Regions from separate parts of the Mus musculus genome. Here regions 1, 2, 4, 5, 6 and 7 are each linked to region 3. The links are chromatin contacts, called in public ChIA-PET, HiChIP or PLAC-seq, capture Hi-C and promoter capture Hi-C maps. All regions are on one chromosome and are shown on one strand. The core of a region is the stretch at or near the end of the contact, and the rest is flanking DNA. Distances in the headings are between cores, read along the strand shown.

What was found. Promoter capture Hi-C pulls out the DNA fragments that hold promoters and counts their contacts. HiChIP or PLAC-seq counts read pairs in DNA pulled down with a chosen protein or histone mark. ChIA-PET counts read pairs in DNA pulled down with a chosen protein or histone mark. Capture Hi-C pulls out chosen DNA fragments and counts their contacts.
Region 1: a contact with region 3 is called in a promoter capture Hi-C map of the HPC-7 cell line. The contact joins the promoter of Capsl here to the promoter of Spef2 in region 3. A contact is called at or near these places in 8 of 39 promoter capture datasets (the C10 cell line, the HPC-7 cell line, embryonic stem cells and 4 more), 1 of 484 Hi-C or Micro-C datasets (erythroblasts) and 1 of 9 other capture datasets (adipose tissue).
Region 2: a contact with region 3 is called in a capture Hi-C map of embryonic stem cells, with 6 times the contacts expected there. The contact joins the promoter of Prlr here to the promoter of Spef2 in region 3. A contact is called at or near these places in 10 of 39 promoter capture datasets (the 3T3-L1 cell line, the C10 cell line, cranial neural crest and 5 more), 2 of 115 datasets of contacts at active chromatin or transcription factors (embryonic stem cells and large pre-B cells) and 3 of 9 other capture datasets (adipose tissue, embryonic stem cells and liver).
Region 4: a contact with region 3 is called in an RNA polymerase II ChIA-PET map of memory CD8 T cells, with 40 read pairs. The contact joins the enhancer-like site here to the promoter of Spef2 in region 3. A contact is called at or near these places in 9 of 39 promoter capture datasets (the C10 cell line, embryonic stem cells, hippocampal neurons and 4 more), 1 of 15 datasets of contacts at CTCF or cohesin (CD8 T cells), 9 of 484 Hi-C or Micro-C datasets (the BV-2 cell line, CD8 T cells, LSK cells and 4 more), 6 of 115 datasets of contacts at active chromatin or transcription factors (the 230-238 cell line, CD8 T cells, DN3 thymocytes and 2 more) and 2 of 9 other capture datasets (embryonic stem cells and macrophages).
Region 5: a contact with region 3 is called in a RAD21 HiChIP or PLAC-seq map of pro-B cells, with 4 times the contacts expected there. The contact joins the enhancer-like site here to the promoter of Spef2 in region 3. A contact is called at or near these places in 9 of 39 promoter capture datasets (the 3T3-L1 cell line, the C10 cell line, HPC-7-derived erythroid cells and 4 more), 1 of 15 datasets of contacts at CTCF or cohesin (pro-B cells), 1 of 115 datasets of contacts at active chromatin or transcription factors (large pre-B cells) and 1 of 9 other capture datasets (embryonic stem cells).
Region 6: a RAD21 HiChIP or PLAC-seq map of pro-B cells shows a contact between it and region 3, with 5 times the contacts expected there. The contact joins the enhancer-like site here to the promoter of Spef2 in region 3. A contact is called at or near these places in 8 of 39 promoter capture datasets (the C10 cell line, hippocampal neurons, liver and 3 more), 2 of 15 datasets of contacts at CTCF or cohesin (large pre-B cells and pro-B cells), 5 of 484 Hi-C or Micro-C datasets (CD4 T cells, Th1 cells, embryonic stem cells and 2 more), 4 of 115 datasets of contacts at active chromatin or transcription factors (the 230-238 cell line, CD8 T cells, fibro-adipogenic progenitors and 1 more) and 1 of 9 other capture datasets (adipose tissue).
Region 7: an H3K27ac HiChIP or PLAC-seq map of embryonic stem cells shows a contact between it and region 3, with 4 times the contacts expected there. The contact joins the enhancer-like site here to the promoter of Spef2 in region 3. A contact is called at or near these places in 5 of 39 promoter capture datasets (the C10 cell line, liver, pre-B cells and 1 more), 3 of 115 datasets of contacts at active chromatin or transcription factors (the 230-238 cell line, embryonic stem cells and large pre-B cells) and 1 of 9 other capture datasets (embryonic stem cells).

The regions. Positions count from the first base shown.
Region 1 is chr15:9,434,627-9,437,326 of GRCm38.p6, forward strand. Capsl (calcyphosine-like) reads left to right here and starts at 1,402. Exons shown (of 5, transcript NM_029341.1): 1 at 1,402-1,541.
Region 2 is chr15:10,175,838-10,178,599 of GRCm38.p6, forward strand. It overlaps Prlr (prolactin receptor), which reads left to right and starts at 1,401. Exons shown (of 10, transcript NM_011169.5): 1 at 1,401-2,034.
Region 3 is chr15:9,747,508-9,750,207 of GRCm38.p6, forward strand. It overlaps Spef2 (sperm flagellar 2), which reads right to left and starts at 1,361. Exons shown (of 37, transcript NM_001305042.1): 1 at 1,205-1,361. The coding sequence starts at 1,262.
Region 4 is chr15:9,471,638-9,474,337 of GRCm38.p6, forward strand. No RefSeq gene overlaps it. Among named protein-coding and RNA genes, the nearest start is that of Capsl, 37 kb to the left of the region's middle. Within about 2 kb of position 1,349, at least 46 of the 459 cell types and tissues checked have an H3K27ac peak or open chromatin away from gene starts, as enhancers often do. A contact at or near this core is called in CD8 T cells, DN3 thymocytes, memory CD8 T cells and 2 more, where this site is marked.
Region 5 is chr15:10,234,873-10,237,575 of GRCm38.p6, forward strand. All of the region lies in intron 1 of Prlr (prolactin receptor), which reads left to right. Among named protein-coding and RNA genes, the nearest start is that of Gm41268, 34 kb to the left of the region's middle. Within about 2 kb of position 1,284, at least 34 of the 459 cell types and tissues checked have an H3K27ac peak or open chromatin away from gene starts, as enhancers often do. A contact at or near this core is called in pre-B cells and pro-B cells, where this site is marked.
Region 6 is chr15:10,081,444-10,084,143 of GRCm38.p6, forward strand. No RefSeq gene overlaps it. Among named protein-coding and RNA genes, the nearest start is that of Prlr, 94 kb to the right of the region's middle. Within about 2 kb of position 1,383, at least 2 of the 459 cell types and tissues checked have an H3K27ac peak or open chromatin away from gene starts, as enhancers often do. A contact at or near this core is called in pro-B cells, where this site is marked.
Region 7 is chr15:10,104,228-10,106,927 of GRCm38.p6, forward strand. No RefSeq gene overlaps it. Among named protein-coding and RNA genes, the nearest start is that of Prlr, 72 kb to the right of the region's middle. Within about 2 kb of position 1,429, at least 13 of the 459 cell types and tissues checked have an H3K27ac peak or open chromatin away from gene starts, as enhancers often do. A contact at or near this core is called in embryonic stem cells and stem cell-derived epiblast-like cells, where this site is marked.

The DNA.
Region 1 (2,700 bases), core at 152-2,651, 310 kb before region 3:
CTCAACACAGAGGTACAGAGAAGTGATTTTTATAATCACAGTTAACCTGTTTATTCTCTAGATCTGACCAAATACACACACACACACACACACACATCCCAAACAAACAAACAAACCCAGCAGTCTTTTATTAGCAAGGAGTGGGCCTAGGCACCATATTCTAATCTCTAAATAGGATTTCCCATGAGGAGCTATGATGCCTTGGGAAACTGTGATTGGAAGAACCCATTTCCTGCACTCTAGTCCAGACCCTTCTGTCTACCTGACTTCACTCCACCCTAATCACATCCAACTTCTAGACCCATCCTTTCTTCTGCTCAGGGCCAAACTATTTGCTGATGATACATCCTGGGAGAGGAGAACGATTGTCTTCAGCCATATATCCACTGGTGACCTCACCAGGCTCCAATGGATGGTTCCAATCCAATGATTACACAGCCCTCCTTAAACTAAATCGGACCAAAACAAGACAGAGAGGCATGAATCTGGAAGTGAGAAGCATACTGAATCCCTGCCCGTGTCCGCACTTTCCCTTAATTTGTTAAATACCATGCCCTACTGGAAGGAGACTTGGAAAGAGACTAAGGGAAGTTTTGAGGCAAGTGATTATTAATGTTGAATAAATCTCATTTGATGTTTATGTCAAATCTCAGAAATTATACTGTTCATTTGAATGATATTAAAAATCAACTACCACACTTGTCTGAGTAAAATGTGTAACAGGAAGTGGACCAGAGGCCTTTCTAGAAAGTTCTGTTCCTAGTTTTTTGGATGACTCCAGGGTAGATGGAGCCTGGGGATGGGAGTGTGGTAGGCCGTTGGATGTTACAGATACTCAGGGTAGAAAATGTGGCTTAATTTACTCCCAAAGCAAACAACAAGCCTGCTTTTGCTCTGGCAAACATATTGCTAAGAACAAGTGTGGAGCTAATAGAGAACAAAGGGTAAAGTTACAGAAGCTAAAACACCGTGGGGAAAGGTATCTTCTTAGTGTGTGAATGTAGAATTTAAAAAACGAGGGCATTGCCTATAATTGCTGCTACTTGCTCCTAAGGGTTGTGGTTTCCTGATTCACCTGGCAATAAGTCACCAGGGAGACAGCCTTGTAGAGTCAGAAGGGAGCCGCCTGAAGCAAGTATGGCAATTTATCAAGCATTTCCTTTTAAAACGTGGGATACCAGTTTTGATGCTGTTTTAGAAACCAAACAATTGCCAGTAGAACTTCCGCCTACCATTTCTTCCAGAACAAACAGCTTGTTGGGTTTTCACAGTCACTGGGATTTCCTAGGTAACGAGGAGTGTAAACTTGAGAAAAGGCAGAACCAGCATATGAATGACAGCGAGCGGAGCCAATCAGAGCATGACTTTGCTTCAGCGTTCCCAGGCTATCCAATTAGAACTGAAAGCCTTGAAAGGCCAGGACAGCAAAGGAAGACAGGTAAGAGGGAGACACAGGACCATGGGAGGAGACTAGAGTCCCCAGGGCCAGAAGTCCAGAGTTTCACCGTGAAGCAGCCTGCGGCTACAGACGAGCATTTCAGGTAATTCAATGCTTTCATTTGTTTAATTCACTGTCACTGTTTTTGTTTCATTTTTAAGATGAGGATCTCTTATCTAAAAAGAAAAGTTAAAAGTCAGTGAGAATGCATGTCCTGACGAAGCCATCCCTAGACTCTCAGTGCACAAAGAGCACAGCTGGTCCCCAGGTGTAGACTTTTGGAATAGATGCTTAGACAAAAATCAATTTCATTTAGCAAAGGCAAAAGAGATAACACTTTCAGAGTGGTGCCTATTTGCTGGGTCATTGGATGAGAAGTTTCTTTGATGACTTGCAGTAACTATCCCGATGGCCACAGACAAAACAGAGCTTAGAATTCTGTCTCCAACTCACAAAATGATCAACAGATTTAGCATTATTCCCATTTATTCTGTGAGATAAGTTTGTACTGATTATACCACATCCTGTGAATCCATGACAGATGCAGGATAAAAATTTAGAGTTTTTAATTTAGCGTTTTTTTTTTGTTGTTGTTGTTACTTGAGAATTGAATACATTAGTACTATATTTATTTAATATCTACCCTCCACTCTCCACTCTTTAAATTCATGGCCTCTTCTTTTTTAATTCTCTCCCTTCTCCCCCCTCTCTGTTTCACACACACGCACACATACACACACACAGGCACGCACACACACACACACACAGTGAGCTTATTTAGTGATGCCCATGAGTACATGCATGTAAGACTGACTGCTTCGTGTGAGATGCGTTATCCAGAAAGTCCTCCCTATAGAAAATGGATTCTCTCTGTCTCAGCAGCCATTGATTGACTGGAGCTCTTTTTTCTTATGATTAAAAAAACAGAAAACCAAAAATCACTTCTTTGAGATCATAACTGTATTATGCCCCCATCCCTTAACCTCTCCAATCCTTCCCATATGCCCTCTTTGCTCTGTTTAAAATTGGCCATGTGTTTCTTTTTTTTTTTTCATTTTTTATTAGGTATTTAGCTCATTTACATTTCCAATGCTATACCAAAAGTCCCCCATACCGACCCACCCCCACTCCCCTACCCGCCCACTCCCCCTTTTTGGCCCTGGCGTTCCCCTGTACTGGGGCATATAAAGTTTGCAAGTCCAATGGGCCTCTCTTTCCAGTGATGGCCGACTAGGCCATCTTTTGATACATATGCAGCTAGA
Region 2 (2,762 bases), core at 151-2,650, 430 kb after region 3:
ATTTACGACTGTGAACGCCTGCCTGTGGCTTGGGGTCAGGGTATATGCTGCACAGCAAAGCAGAAAGCCATGACCTTCTCTCCAAATAGCATGTGGATTAGTCACTTACCCTGTTCTGGAACCTACTTCTGCTGTGCAGCAGGAACGCAGACGTCTAGGAACCACAAGGAAATCGAACAGTTTTCCATTGCCAAAGGTGATTCTCCCTCTCTTCTCATTATCTGTTAGAATAGTCAAGGAAAATTACACTTTACTGAGTAACCCCCAGCCTTTCAAAGGTCACACAGGAATATAATCACTAACCTCTGGTGGTTCACGATGGTTTAGACACTTTAATAATATGATGATCTACCTACACGGGCATCCTGTTAAGTTTTGTGCTAGATAATTTCCCCCAAATTCAGTCAAATATACAAGTTCTAAGCATATCTGATAGGCAAGACAAGGCTAGATTATGATGTTCAACAGGTGTTTTTATTCTTTTTTTTTTCTTAAAATATCTTAAACTTAACAATGGGTTCATTGTGGTGTAACTTGGCCACTAAGAATGTCTGTATTCTGCCATTGGAGAGGATACTCGTTAGTTTTGAAAATGAACGGGCACTGTATTATACACTCTCAAAGGTAATTGTGAGCAATGGTCCACCTCAGCCACCAGAAGCCGGCATAGTCTGTGCACAGCAGATACACACCCCACAGCCTCTGAAAACCAGGGGTAGATCATGGTTTATCTTGTGCAGGTCATGTGTGAACGCCTCTTCTAATGCAAGAGAATCGCCTAAACGTCATGGGATTTCCAGCAGCTTCCTGCAGTGTGGCAGAAAGCCATTAACGAATGTGATTTGCCAGTTATTGTAAAGTGTCAATCAAATCAGAGGAAGAAAAAGCAATGTTTCAATGATTAAAAAAAATATTCAATAGCTTGTTCAAAATAACCACCCATCGTGGCCCTCTAACTTACCTAACAACGGGACACAGTGTTAATCAATGGCATCACTTACCTGTTCAGAGATAACTATTTGATCCAAGTAGCTATTGGTATTTGTTGTTTTAATAGTTTATTTTCAAGAGAACATAGGGAGGGGTGCAAGAGGAAAAGCAGTGTTTTGTTAATACCAAAGACATAATATAAAACAACCCTCAGATGGTGCAGCTTATTTGAGGAGGTACATTCTGCATTTGCGGAAAGGAGCCGACTCGTGGGTTGCTGAGGATGTTGGTGTATCTACTATTTTGATGTGGCTGAGCATAAAGTAGAGCCCTGGAAGTTCTGCTGTGTTAAAAAATAGAAAGCAACGCGTCCTTTAAGGGTCCCTGTTTATTCTTCCTCGACCACTTTCCTCTGACTCCTCCTCCTTCCCAGGGAAGGTGTGATTCCAATCCCTAGAGCCCCCTCAAGTATTGTCAAGCGGCTGGCTGCTGGGTGTTGCTTGCTGGGAAGTACGGAAAGAAATTTGACACCGAATCTCATCTTGGCTACTGGGAGAAATACCATCTTTGAGGTCACAGGACTTAAAGGACATTTCTATTATTGTTTTGTCTCTTTACTGGTAGTCTTGATGGAAGAAGGTCCCCTGATCATGCGAAACGGATCCGGGAGAAATCAGACATTACCTTGTCCACCTTTTCTCTGCATTCTGATTCCCCCAACTATCTCCGTCACCTTATAAAACTGGCAGGCTCTGGACCTTTTGCACGCTGGAGAAAAATCACTGTTTTGCCTCCAGCAAGGAACATGCATGTTGCAACACTGACTCCTCCTCTAGTGAAGAAAGAGTGAACAAGTGCACCGAGTTGAGCTTCTTCTCAGAGACACGCGGCTGGCGACGGCAGAGCAGAGGCTAAAATCCCCAGACTGCCGGGTCTTCTGAGCTGGGCTTTCCCCGCCTTCCTGCTCTGTCTCACTCACTCCTCTCCTGCGTTCTGGATTTTACACGGGGCTCAGGAAACAGCTTTACCTGTCACTGAAAAAGCTCGCGTTCTTTGCAAGAAGTGCTCAATCCCTGGTATGGCAGACTTTTCTCTCCAGCAGAAGTGAGTACCCATGTCAGACAAGGCTGTGCGTGGCCAGGGGTGGTGCGGGCGGGCGCTCTCCAGGGCCGCGGGTTCGAGGCCGCGAGTGGGAGTGGAACAGTTGGCTGCAGGCGCGGACAGCTTAGGGAAATGCCAGCTAGCTGCCAGAGCCCGCGGGCGCGAGGAAACCCCATCCCGTGCTGTGAGCGTGCCTGAAGCCAAACCTTGGTGTCCCTTTCGAGAAAAGCTAAATATATGCCAAGGGGCTTGGCCACCCACCCCAGCTTTTACAACTGCTCTCGGTGTGTTTTAAAATAAACCCTGCAAGCGCGCCCTTGCGAATGAGTTTCGGTGGTGTGATGGTGGGGTTGCAGGTGGTTTGTGTCGAAATGAAAAGCTGGGGAGATAGCGGGGAGGCTGAATGGGCTGGGGCAGGAGACGTGGTGGCAGCTAACTTGGGCAGTCTCCTGCCGGCTGCACAGCTGGGTGCCAGGTGAAGAGACAGTCACCTGAGCTCCCACCCCCACTCCCTAAGGCAGCTAAGCGGAGTCTGGGCAGTGTGCTAGGAATTCAGGCCCTAGGGGTAGAAGCAAGGACACACTGCTGGAGCAAAGATCATGGGATCAGGGGACAGAGGGGATAGCCTCCCAGAACCCAGACTCTTAATGCTGAGGCAGGGGGAGGCAAGGGCTGTAGTTGTGTAGAAAAATATCCTGTTAGTGACCTCTACCTGTGTGGTAGGGAAGCAA
Region 3 (2,700 bases), core at 111-2,610:
AATGGTGTGGATCTTATTATGAAATAAATGAACCAACTTAAGCTAAGAAATGTGTAACTGCTCCCTCAGAGTAGTGCAACCTTGGGTGTGATACTGCATTTTGGTGGACAGTACTGTGAGAGAGAAAGAGGAAATGATACATGATAAATACTGTCCTGAGTTTAGCATCCTATTTGAGCTGAGAAACTCTCAGAGAACCAAGGAGACAGGACAGGGAAAAAGAATCTATCATTGCTCAAAGCAGGGTGGAGAAGCCTTGGGATATAATAAGTCTAATGTTTATGCCTCACGTAATGCAACTTGGAATATTCCTCACTGAAGATCCTTAGATATCTCACACCTGCACAAATACTACTTACTGTCCTAGCAACTTCTATGGATGACCCAAGGGTGAACTGGCACCGCTGCTCCCATTGGTAGCAACTGGTAGAGAAGCAAGAGAACCTCTGGGAGGTCATGTTGAAATGATTCGTTTTGAAAGCATCTTGCCTGAAGGAAAATCCGTAGCAATTGAAAATGAGCTACCAATAAAGAAACAATAATTCCTCCCCCAGCGAGGAGAAGAGGAAGTGTCTGGTTGCCACTAAATCTGACTTGTTTGTAACTTCCTGGGCCATAAGAATTTAGAAACTTCATGTACAACTTTATGCCTCTGCTAAAATCAAGTAAGGTTAGCTTAGAAAAGGTACCTCAAATGGCCAAAGTTGATAAAGGATAAAGGAAGCTTAAAGTTCCTAAAACTGACAAATGTTAACAGATCTACAATTGTTGTTAAGCAGGGAGAGTGCAAGTGGATCTAATTTATACTGGAGGAAACACAGAAAAAAAGTTGTAACTGTTGAAAGCACTTCCTGCGTGGATTCGTCTTGCACATTTTGATGCGGATGTCATGAAAGCAAAGCAACAGTCAGACTACAGACAGGAACAACTTTTACTCCACACAGGAACAGACCAGTACCTAGAACTTAGCGTCCCTTAGTAATAGAGAGTAGATCAGAAAATCTGAGGGCTAAGACCACGTGATGAGGTCTAATGTCAGAGGCATGATGAAATAAGAAAGCCCCAGTGTGGCTAGGTAGCACTGAGGAGGGCAGGCCAGCACTGCCAGGCACTGCTAGACACTCTGGAGCTACTTTCTATCAGCACCCCCACCCCACCATCCCGTGCTTGCTTCAACTGCTTGCCCTTGGCTGAGTTCACTCACTCACGGTCCGGGACACCCTCAACTCCTGGTTGAGCCACTGGCACAGGATTTCCGACATAGCTCACTGGTGAATTTGACTGCTTGCAGGTGCTAGGAACTTTCCAGGAACTCAGTCAGCTGGACTGCGTCTTCCCGTCGCCCAGGGCAACCAGTTGCTAAGGAAGCTCTTTCAGGCTGGAGCTAGGTCGCCGGCTCAGAGAGGAGGAGGCCCCACTGCATAGCCGTAGTTATCAGAAATTGTTGTCTGCCCCCTACTGGCTTGTAAGACCTGAACCTGTGCTAGTGCAAAAAGAAGGCCTAAAGAGTGTGAGCAGCATTATGAACTAACCAGTACCCCTGAGCTCTTGACTCTAGCTGCATATGTATCAAAAGATGGCCTAGTCGGCCATCACTGGAAAGAGAGGCCCATTGGACACGCAGACTTTGTGTGCCCCCGTACAGGGGAACGCCAGGGCCAAAGGGGGGGAGTGGGTGGGTAGGGGAGTGGGGGTGGGTGGGTAAGGGGGACTTTTGGTATAGCATTGGAAATGTAAATGAGCTAAATACCTAATAAAAAATGGAAAAAAAAAATAAAATGTATTTTCCAAAAAAAAAAAAAAAAAAAAAAAAGAGTGTGAGCAGCAATTATAATAAGAGGTTTCTTAAAAAAAAAAAAAAGTCATTGCCAGATGAACTATAAACCTTGATTTCTCTTCTGTAAATAACCAAGGATAGACTATATAGAGTTATTTGAAATCATAAGCTGGTTTGAAAAGTGGTAATGTGCACTGAACTGTAATTTGTTCAATAAAAGCAATTCTCTAAATTATTCATTGTAATACTTTTATAATTTATTTTTTTTACTATCAATAAGGCCCAAGTTTCACAATGAGGTTTATGTGAGCCATCCTGTCTGGCTTTGATTTCACAAATTCTTTGCCCCGGAAATAATGACTTAATGTCTTTGAACCTCACCGTTCTTTCCTTTAGATGCAGACACAATGCTTGCTTTACAAGTTGAGGAAGTTAAATGAAAACTCACATACTCTGATGACTTGCTTCTGGTAGAAGACCAGCACATGCTTCAAAATTGCTTTTTTTCTTGTAAGGCAATGAGAGGGCTTGCATCTCATCCATGCTTCAAGTAGATCGGAGTTGCTTGTGTTACAGAAGGCAATTATTTCACATAGCTGGTTTGAATTTATTCATGAATGTCCATTTTCACATAGAGACTCATGCCAGTTTCTAAAGCTCAGTTGGCCTCTGAGCTTTCATTTCTTCACCTTCCCTCTTGACCACCCTCTAGTTTCCTCTTCTCTGCCTGTTTTAGAGTGACCTAGCTCAGTTGATATCTACTTTTGTAAATGCTTTCTGCCTTCAGGACCAAAATAACCACCAGGTTGAGTGTTCTCTTTAATTGTCCTGTGTGACATGCACAATTCCTAAAGTCCTACTATACCTCTTTACTTAAACACTAACATGAATTCCACTACTATGTATTTATCGATGGCTAGACT
Region 4 (2,700 bases), core at 99-2,598, 280 kb before region 3:
TTGTAGATTGGACCATACAAGCAGGAAGTGGTCCCCACCTTCATGAATCTACCTACAGTTAGACTGTTATGTTGATATTTAATCAAGGAGTTAGCTAGTGTGTGGGTACTCTGCTTCTTCTGCTTGATAAAATTGTATTAGCATCCTGTGACTCACATATATTCTAGGTTTATGCAAATCTATTTTGAGCACAGAATACAAAATATATAGCTTCCAACTTTCCAAATTGTCCAACAAGCTTATTTTCTTAGAAACTATTATTATTTTAATTAAAATATCTATTAGATGAAGTAAAAAAAGTTTAGTCATAGGAATGCTTTGACTCAAAGGGAAAACAAAGATTTTGGAGGGGGCTTTTAAAATCAAGAGCTTCTCAAATATAGGAACAAGGTTTTAAATGTTAGAAATGCCATGGCTCAAAGTACAAACAAAAGCTTTAAGGATCTGCTGTATAATAGATTAGTTTGACAGATCATTTTCTCAGCATGATTTAACTTCTCCAAGTTGCTTAGATGAAAATTGTGTACTCAGGTTAGAGCTAGCCAAGTTCTTTTGTTCTAACAACAACAAAAAAAATCCCTCACCAAGTTAATGCCTCAAATTGTTTCTTCTAAACTAGATGACGGGTGGAATCTGTTGAAAGATATATAAGCAAATGATTGATGGTGCTTCTGAGAACATTGCTGTGAGAAGACATTCTCTCTGGTGTCTGGGTTGGTGCGGTGAGAGGCTGTGGTGAAGCAGCCCTTCCTCTCTGAGAATACAGCGGCCTTCTTGTTTAATTCTCACACCTGCTTTGCCAAAGCCAGTTTTTTTCTTCCCCTCAGAAAAATGTAATGGAAGTAAAACTCACTGAGAATGTAAACCACCCACAGGCAGCTGAGTTTCTGATATGGATCTCACATGTAGCAAAAGGTAAAGTACATCACAGGAAAAAAATCCTCAAAAGGTCATCGTTTTCTTTCTTTCTTTTCTTTTCTTTTTTTCTTTCTTTTCTTGTTTTCTTTTTTTTTTAATCACTCGTATTGGATTCTTCTCCTGATTCTTCAGAACAGAATTTACTGACCTTTTCACTTGGCACTCAGACACTGGTATTGATCTCATAGCATCTTTCTCTGGTGCTCTAAGATACCAGAGGCTGGTATCTTAGAAACGCACAGGCTGTGTGCAGAACTCATGATAAGTCTGAGGGAGACTCAGAACAGGAAGGGAACCTCACATGGAAAGAAGATGATGGATGGCAGAGTGGCTTGTTCCTTCCAGGGCTCACTTGGGTCTTGGCTCTTCTACACTGATGAGATGAAGTACATCACAAATATGGGGTATTATCTAATGCCATTCACTGCCTTACTAAGCCCAGGACATTCCCTTCGTTTCCAAGGGAACAGAGAAGGAAAGTACCATTCCACAGGTTTCCTACTTACTCATGCCTCAAAAGTCATTTAGCAGTATCATTCAAAATACATTTACTTAAGAGTGTCATTGAAGCTACAACATGCATGCAGTAAATCATGGGAACTTGAGCTTAACTAATCAGTTACTTAGAAAGTGTTTGAGTTGAAATTCACACTTATTTCTTATAAATTAAAACCCAAAACAAATGTTAAATAAATCAGTAATATAACAATACTTAGAAGGGCTGTGTCTTTCTATAGCCATATGTTTATGGGAGATATTTATTTGTATGTAAATATAATCTGTATACTAGTGGCAAAAATATTGCATATAGCTTTAAAACAGTGCCAAGCCAATAGTGACTTGTCATTTTATCACAGAACTGTCGCTCAAGCTATTTTCTCCACAGTGAGATGTTCTCATATGTAAATATTATCTTGACAGCAAACAGTTAAGTAGACATCAAATAAACACTGGTTTTGAAGCAGCATTCTGTTTGATAAATAAGAATATTGATGGTATTTATACTATACATGCTAAATATTTTATTTAAAATAAGGTGTGTTTCTAGTGGTAAGCTCTATGTATATGAGGTATCTACTTGTTATAATGAAAAAAAAAAAAAACCAACTGGGGCATCCTCTCGAGTAACCAGAAATTAAGATTTCTGTGAGCTATCAGTTTAGACATTTATAAAAGCACGTCATTTGGTACTTTCTGAGAGATTTTGCTTTAAGAAGTTCTGACTTAGCAGATTTTTTTTTTTAATTAAAGGTCTGAAACAGCAACTGCTTCAATAGAACAGAACATCTAACTCTGCCAGTAAATGACTTGCAAAGTGTGCTTTCTCTCACCAGCTAACATGTCACTTGCATCCTGAGGCTCTCTGGCTGTGCTTTTGTTTGTTGATAAAAATGTAATACTTTATTATAATGTAGGATACTTTACCTTAATGAACTGTATAGCAGTGAACAGGAATGTATATTGTTTAGGACTGGGCAAGTGTTTATTTTGGTGCATACCTTAATCTAGCTTTGTGGTGTTTTTATTGGTGACCCTATTACAGCAACGTGATTGTGCTTCAGAGATATTTATAAATATCATTGGTGTGATGCTTCTGTTACAGGTGATAACATTTAACTTGGAAAGTGGTGAGTCTTTTTAAAATGCATGACACAGTTACTCATAAAATTACCATTTTAACAGCCAAGGATAAGATATTATGACACAATTTGCTATTATTATTGCTTTCTATTCTTTCCACAGGGTCAGACTATGTTCACCTAGGAGGCTTACCAACTTCAT
Region 5 (2,703 bases), core at 34-2,533, 490 kb after region 3:
AAGTTTGCAAGACCAAGGGGCCTCTCTTCCCAATGATGGCCAACTAGGCCATCTTCTGCTGCATATGCAGCTAGTACTTGGATGGAAGGCCACAACTGACTCTTAAAGACTGTATGTAACACCAAATATTAGAGCAATTGTCTTCACTTAGTAGCATTTCTGAGGGTTTAAGTCCCTTTCATTTGGATTCTCAGTTTCCATGTGCAATGAATTTTTTTACAGGTGAGCAAGAAAAGTATGGAAGGAAGCCTAAGAAAGGCCGCAATGAGACTTTAAAAAATGATGCCAATTTTAGAACGCATCTTCTCTTTCAGACTTGGAAAATTAACTTTTATTACTGCCCTATGCAAACTAAATTTAAAATAAGCTTTGGATTATACCCCGTGCGTATGAGCGGACGTTATGACATTGATTGACAACGTCAGATCTACCCTCAACCCTCTGAGAGTATGATTCACACATACCTGGGATCAGAAAAGAAGTGTTTTCCAGACTAGGCAAGTCACTAGAGCTCTGGTGGTACTCAGGGTAGATTTCTTCCCCATAATTCCTAGCTAAAGATGAAAGATACAGACAAATGACCCATCCTAGGAGAATTTACAAGGGTAGTGGTAAGCAGGTAGGTTTCAGAACAGCTCATGAAACAATTCTGCAGCAGGAGTCAAGGAGTCCCAAAGAAGTGGCCTATATGGGACAGCAAGGAGAGACTCAAAAAAAAAAAAAAAGGAGGAAAAAAAAACCCTATGTGGGGCTCAGCAGTGAAGAGCACTGAGTGCTCTTTCAGAGATCCTGAGTTCAATTCCCAGCAACCACATGGTGGCTCACAACCATCTGTAATGAGATCTGATGCCCTCTTCTGGTGTGTCTGAAGACAGCTACAGTATACTCATATACATAAATCTTTTAAAAAAAAAGTCCTATGTAAAAGGCATAATGGTAGATGTTGCAAGAAAGCAGTGTGTGTATTGGTATCTGGCAGGAGGCTCAGGAATGTTCACATCACAGTCGTTAGGAAAGGAAAGCAAGGGACCCCTTATTGTAGGATATATGGACAATTTAATCATGGGGTTTTTTTCCCCCAATAATAAAATTTTCAGCAGGAAAAAAAAATAACAGTAAACAGTAAGCTACGTGTAACATAAGGATGAAAGATTTCAAAACCCGTCTTTTACAAAATGCACAGCAACAGCTTCTTTTGTGACAGCATCATCAGTCCCCGTGGTTTGCAGCCGGATGTAACAAGCCCTTTTGAAGAGCTAAGAGGGCAGAAAGTTTCTGTTGCCAAATATATAAGAGAAGCAGGAAGCACTTAGCCTCGGACCAGGAAGGGCATCCTTGCAGGAGACCCTGCAGGTCTGTGCAGTTCATTGCCCAATGCTTCCCTTAAATAAAGAGCCACAGACTTCAGGAGTGTGTTCCCCCCTGAGTGATTCTGCAAGAGTTGTTTGCCCTCCAGCACTGGGCTGTGCTGAAAGAGTTTAGTTTCCCAGGGAACAAGATCTGGGTCTAAGGCAAGGCAAGCAGCATCCTATGCCCAAACCAGTAACTCCGTTTTCTCAGCCTGCCAATCACATTGGAGCTTCCAGACCATCAGTAGCTGGGGGGGGGGGGGGGGGGGGGGGAAGGCCTCAAGTCTCCAGTCCCCATCATGATAGTGAGACCCAGAGGAAAGGGAACACCTGTTGCCACCATTTTGAAGGGACAGTGGTGACCCATAAAGAGGGTGCTCTAAAGGAGACAGGACAATTCAAGGACTTGGATAAAATATCAAACTGACAGTGGTGAGCAACTGTCAGGTTCTAGGACCAGTTTAATCCTGACTGGGCAGAGGATAGGGGCCATCCACACAACCCCTGGAGGGAGCGTTCTATAGAACCGGCTGCCTTGGTCAGCTTAGGGCAACCAGCATTAAGGCAGCAGGAGGAGGGATATAACCCAGGCTCACCTCTCCCAACCCCTACACAGGGTTCCTTCCTGCCAAGGCTCTCTACACCTTTAGTTTACAGTGGAAATCAGAAGGCAGTAGGACTCAGGTGCAGACCATATAATTCAGAACAGGAAACAGGAAATGTGGAAGAAGGAGGGGCTAAGGGAGAGCACAAACATTGGCCAGCTGCAGCCCGGCCCCAATTGGGACTGCAGACTTGGGTAGATGGATGGTTGCCACATCCTGCTCTGAGCCTTTTGAGTGACTCTGAGATAGAGCGCCTCTGTGGAGTTCCACAGAGCAGGCACACAGGCTGAAATCATGAGGTTTGTATTTTACCTCCTTGCCGGTTTGCAAGTCTTGAAAGCTCACTCCTCTAAGCTGATGGCAGCCCTCATGCAAAGCAATCTGATTGCTGTGTCTGGGGTTCAATACACACACACACACACACACACACACACACACACACACTCAGGTGCACGTGCATACACACAAAGACAGAACAGTTTGCTTGCAACATTGTCATAGCTTAGTGAACAGTATAGCATTGTTCTGGCTCAAGAAGCCCTGGTTCTTCAAAGCTCCTACTTAGATGAAATTATTTGCATCACAAACAAAAATTGTTTTGCATTTTTTAGATAATGAAGGATCGTTTAAATATATAAATTAAGGGCTATTTAGAAAAAATAGGTGTCTTTGTGAGACTGGCTTAATTCACTTACCATGATCATATTCAGTTATGGTCATTTTAAATACAAATCATGTGTGTTCCAATG
Region 6 (2,700 bases), core at 133-2,632, 330 kb after region 3:
CAAAAATGGCATTTGAGCATCTGAAATAAGATTAATGGCTTCTGAATAATTAAAATCCATCTTGTTTTAATTATAATTAATGTGTCATTTAACAGTGAACATAACAGATGACTCCTGCAAAAAATGCATCGTCAGGCAATTTTGTTGTAAAACTACAAATATATACTTAAAATTAGATGATGTACCCTACTGTGTACATCCTTTGGCTATATAGTAATGACACCATGTTACATGTAATTTTCGTGTAGTCTTTTCTATTGATATGATAAGATATCATGACCAAGACAATGTATAAAAGAAAGAGTTTAATTGGGTTTATTCCTTAAAGAATAAAGACATGGTGGTAGGCAGTTGGAGCAACTGCTGAGAGCTCACATCACAGAAGTAGAAGGCAAAGAGCACATGAGAAAGTACATGGGTCCTTTGACACCAGTGACACACGTCTTTCAACAAGGCCACACCTCCTAATCCTTCCCCAACATTTCTACTAATTAGAGACTAAAAATTCACACATGAGCATCTGGGGACCATTCTTTAAACACAACCCATCATCAACTGAAACACTATGGAACATATGACCATAATTTGAACCAGGCTACCTTGTAGGGCTATATAAATTGAATCTCATGAACCACTGCATTTGATCTTTTGACCTAGAGGAGATTTAAAGCTACAAAAGCTGCCCCAAGAGAGCTAAGTGGTACAAGATTAAAACTTGAAATATTTTATTTGAGCTCACAAGCTATGTTGGTGTCTCAATATCCACATAAACTTTGAAACTGGTTCAAGTAGTTGTCAGTATAATTCCTTTTCCATGGCTTCTAAAGATGTTTCTATGTGTGACCTGGAACATCTTTCAGGATCTACAGAGAGTTTGAGAGTTAAAAAGATCTGACCAGTGTTGAACCAGGGACATGCACACTGTGGACACTGCTAAAGGTGGCTCTTCTCCAAAACCACCTTCCTGAGAATCATATCTGTCTCTACTTCACTTTCCTCACTGGTTATGAAATTCCTGCTCCACACTTATTAGCCCTTCATTGTGGAAAAATGTGCACTGATCTACAGCCAAAGGATGTCTCCTTTTCTCAACCACTAGGAAATCCTGTAGCACTTTAAAACTCTTTCTGTTACAGCTGTTCAAAGAGACACCAAAGAGTAAGCTTGAAATCCATAACAACAGGGATTTTTTGTTGTTGTTGTTTATTTGTTTGTCTTTGAGGGTTCCCAGCAGAAAAACTCCCATTGTAAAAAAAAAAAAAAAAAAAGAAAAGAAAAGAAAAAGAAAAAAGAAAGAAATCACTGGTGTGTGCCCACATGTTTCCAGGCTCTCATCTTGTGTAGAATTCAATATTTTAAATGGTACCCATGGGACTCCCTATTATGAATGAGGATACAGATGTCTGACACTTCAATAGTTATGAGAAGGCTCAAATTTACTAATTAGTCTTAGTGGATTGCAGTCCCTTTATGAGATGTTTTTGCTTTATTTTTTAAATTTTTTGCTTTTGAAAGGGTCTGTATTTATTCCCTTAAAACGTAGTACACATACTTATAAGGTACATGTCTTAGTGTTCCTTTGCAGTGAGGAGACACCATGACCATAGTAACTTCATTGAGAAAAGCATTTAGTTGGGTCTGGTATGTTTCAGGAGTTTAGTCCATTATCATCATGGCAGGAAGCATGGTGACATACAGGTAGAAACGAGGTTGGAAAGGTAGCTAAGAGTTCTATATCTGGATCCACAATGAGCCAGTGGGCCTGGCTTGACCATTTAAAACCCCCAAACCCACCCTGAGTGACACACTTCCTCCAACAAAGTCAAACCTTCTCCAACAAGGCCACAGGTCCTAACCCTTTCAAATACTTCCACTCTTATGAGGTGGTTTTCCTTAAAACCACCACAATACATACAAGTTTAAGTCACACCTAATTTATTTGGTCAATTCACCAAGGGTCTGAAGAACTTAAGGTTTAATTGTCACTTTTATCCATTAAGAGCAATCTAGGAAGAAAGGCTGTCCCCAAGTTGTACTGGATCGTTAGAAAATAGCTAAGATCCAAATGACAGAAACCCATACCAACACATAGGAAAGTAACTGCTTTCCACATATTTACCTTAATAGCTCTATTTTACTAAGTTGTTCTGTAGAGAACAGTCATTTCCAGTCCTGTTTCAGAAATAAACTTAGTTCCTGGGGAGAATAAAAAGCATCCATTGGCTATGACTTCTCCATGCCTGTGTTCCCACCCTTCCCAGGCTTTCTCTGTCCCAGTCTATAAGACCAAGTTCACAGACATAACAACATTCCTCTCTACAGATAAAGATCCCATGCCTTAAAATAGCACAGGGTTCTAAAGTTTTTAATTAGCATACACACTGTTACATTTTATTTTGACATTTTCAAGCAAAACACGCTTCTCACTAGTCACCTTTACTTTTCTTCTTACTCCTCACCACCCACTTTGTACCCTCCTAACCCCCACAAAAGTTCCCTTTGGCTTGACGTTGCATGTGTCTTACTACCCTGACACCTCCTCAGTACCTCTCTTTATCCATTCTCATGATCTACTTTGCCCCACTCACACCAACATAAACACACACACACACACACACACACACACACACACACACACACACTATAATTAGGGCCTACATATAAAAGACAGCATTTGATAGTCCTCCAACACTTTTCTTA
Region 7 (2,700 bases), core at 179-2,678, 360 kb after region 3:
CTGAACGTAAGATTCACTCAGTAACAGGGAACTTGTTCCTGGTACTGTGAACTCAGTCAAGAGCCTGTGGCTAGAGACATCATAGAGTGGAACACACTACTGACATTTTTTCTAAATTGCCATTACTTCCAGCTATATTCTAAATATTTACCTCCCTACTCACAAGTGAGTGCAGCTCCCGCCCCTCATCAAAGATGCTTCTTTTTGTGACAAAGGCTCCTAAGAGAGCCACAACTGATCCCAACTGATATATCTATAATATAATCTTTACACTTCAGGAGCACAATAGAAGATGACCCAGAAAAATTGTAAGAGCTGGAGGACTAGGATTTGCCTACTGCAGATTATGTCTTCAAGACAGGTTAGGAATGCTATAGCAATGAATCCTCAATAATACAGCTGCCTGCTCAAAACTGAACAATGACAGCAGTTGACATACCAATGTGGATGGGGAAACACCATGAATGCTGACCTGCATCAGGCACTCAATGGCTGCTGAGGTGAGGAGAATGAGTTTTCACCACAGACAACGCTGTCCTATAGATCATCTATTCAAACTGATCAGCTCTTAACACATGCACATACAGGCAACACTAATGGGACCCAATATTTATATATATATAATAAAGTTTGTACTAAAAAATGTCATAGATTATAAAAAAGGATGGGGAAGACAAAGGGAGTTGGATTGGGAAACAGGGAAATGGAAATGCTGTAAATACAGTGTACACATGTGAAATTCTCAGTTAAAAGTCAATTGAATGAAATGAAAACAAAAATAAAACAGAATTCCATTCAATTCATCTAAAAGTGTTCAGGGTGGAGTCTAAATGCAAATAAGAACAAAATTATTTTTAATAGGTCACACACACCAAGATGTGTTTAGAACTTGATATTCAAGATGAAGCCTCAGAATTAATGACTTAAAAACATCTTACTGATAATTTTAATACAAATAAAGGAACAAACAAAGCAAATAAAACAACAATAAAACCAATAACAAGAAACAAACAAACAAAAAAAAACAAAACCAAAACAACAACAAAAACAAATACAAACAAACAAACACCAGGAGAAAGGACCTCTCCGCAGTCATTCTGGTCCTCTGGTTCTTATACTCTTTTGTTTCCATGATGTTCCCTGAATCCCGGACGGAGGGGTTCCACGCACTCCAGTCGAGTCAGCTTGACAGGCTGTGTAGCCTAAAAGCCACCCACGAGGCAGAGAGTTTCAAGGAAGCTCACCTCCTGGAGTTTTGGCGTTCTCATACTCATACTCTATTCCCGTGTTAGTCTGGTGTATGGATCTACGAGCTCTCTTTTAATATTTTATTATAAATGCCTTTTAAGATTAAATTCTGTTATAGTGTTCCTAGGTCCCAGAAGCCTGAAAGCTTGAAATCTGAACTTGAAATCCGGCAGGACTGCAGAAAGGAAGTTACCTATTCAGTTACTAATTAAGCATTACAAAGACAGTAGCTCAGAGCTGGTCTACAAAATATTTACCAAGGACAGTAGCAATTCTCACCCAAACGAGGGAACAATAGAGCTAGAGAATCCCACTGAGACAGAGATCTTCTCTACAGCTAGGTATAAAGCTTCACATTAGAAGCAAGTTGGTATATTCTTCTGTAGACCCAGGAAATAGGGTGTTGGGGTATTGCAGTATTCATGATAAGGTCTGCTAGTGCAGAACCCCTGGTGGTGGGTTTTACAATAGACTAGTTTACACCTGGCTCCTTTCTTTTGCGGCAGCAGCCTGGTCCCCACCTTCTTTTGATGTATTGTGTCACTGTAACTTGGTGGATTGTATTTTGCCTGGTTTCTTGTTATTTCTTTGGTATAAAAAGTTTGATGCTCGACCTGACAAATACATTCAGATTCTACACAACCTCTCCTGTGTGCATCTGTCTGTCAACCGCCGACGCTTTGCCCACCTGCCCCAGGGACCCATTCCACACAGACAAAGGGATCCAGAGGGTCTGCGGCACAGGGGTTCTGTTGTAGATACATTAAGTAGGGTTCCAACACTCACAAATGGAGATCTTACAAGTACCAGTTGGGTTCTGGCACCCACAAATGGGCGTTCTTTCAATGTCCTCTAGCTGCTGCAAAACCAAAAGAAAACAAAAGAAATAATTCCAGATCAATGCAGAAATTAGTGATGAGGCAGGATGGTCGTCAGCGGTGACACCGTAGGATCAACAAAATCAGAAGGTGAACCTTCCAAAAGTCTGAATTACCCAGGATGGGTAAATTCTAGTTTATTTTTAAAGAATAGTAAATTTTATATTTTAAAAGAAACATTTTTATAACCTTTAAAAAATTAAATTAGTAGATAAAAACTTCCCAAAATTACTCGGGCTACTGATCTCCTCTGCCAAATGCCAGAGGCTTTTTTTTCTCTCTAGGTTTTGTACAAGTTTTTACCAATGACAAATGGAGAGAAAAAAAAGAAAGTTGACAAAATTATGTAATACAGCCAACCTAAGTTCACCATCACACCATCACACTCAAGAGATAAAACTATAAGTCTAATTTAATGAATAAAGATGGAAAACTTAAGCAAAGAATGTTATATGGATTTACCTCACAAAACTATTATCTGTAATGTACTACTAAGTACAAAACATGTTTGTTTTTCTACAGATGTAGCAGAAGAACAGGGCAGAATGAAAATCCATTCCTAACAGCCTTTTAT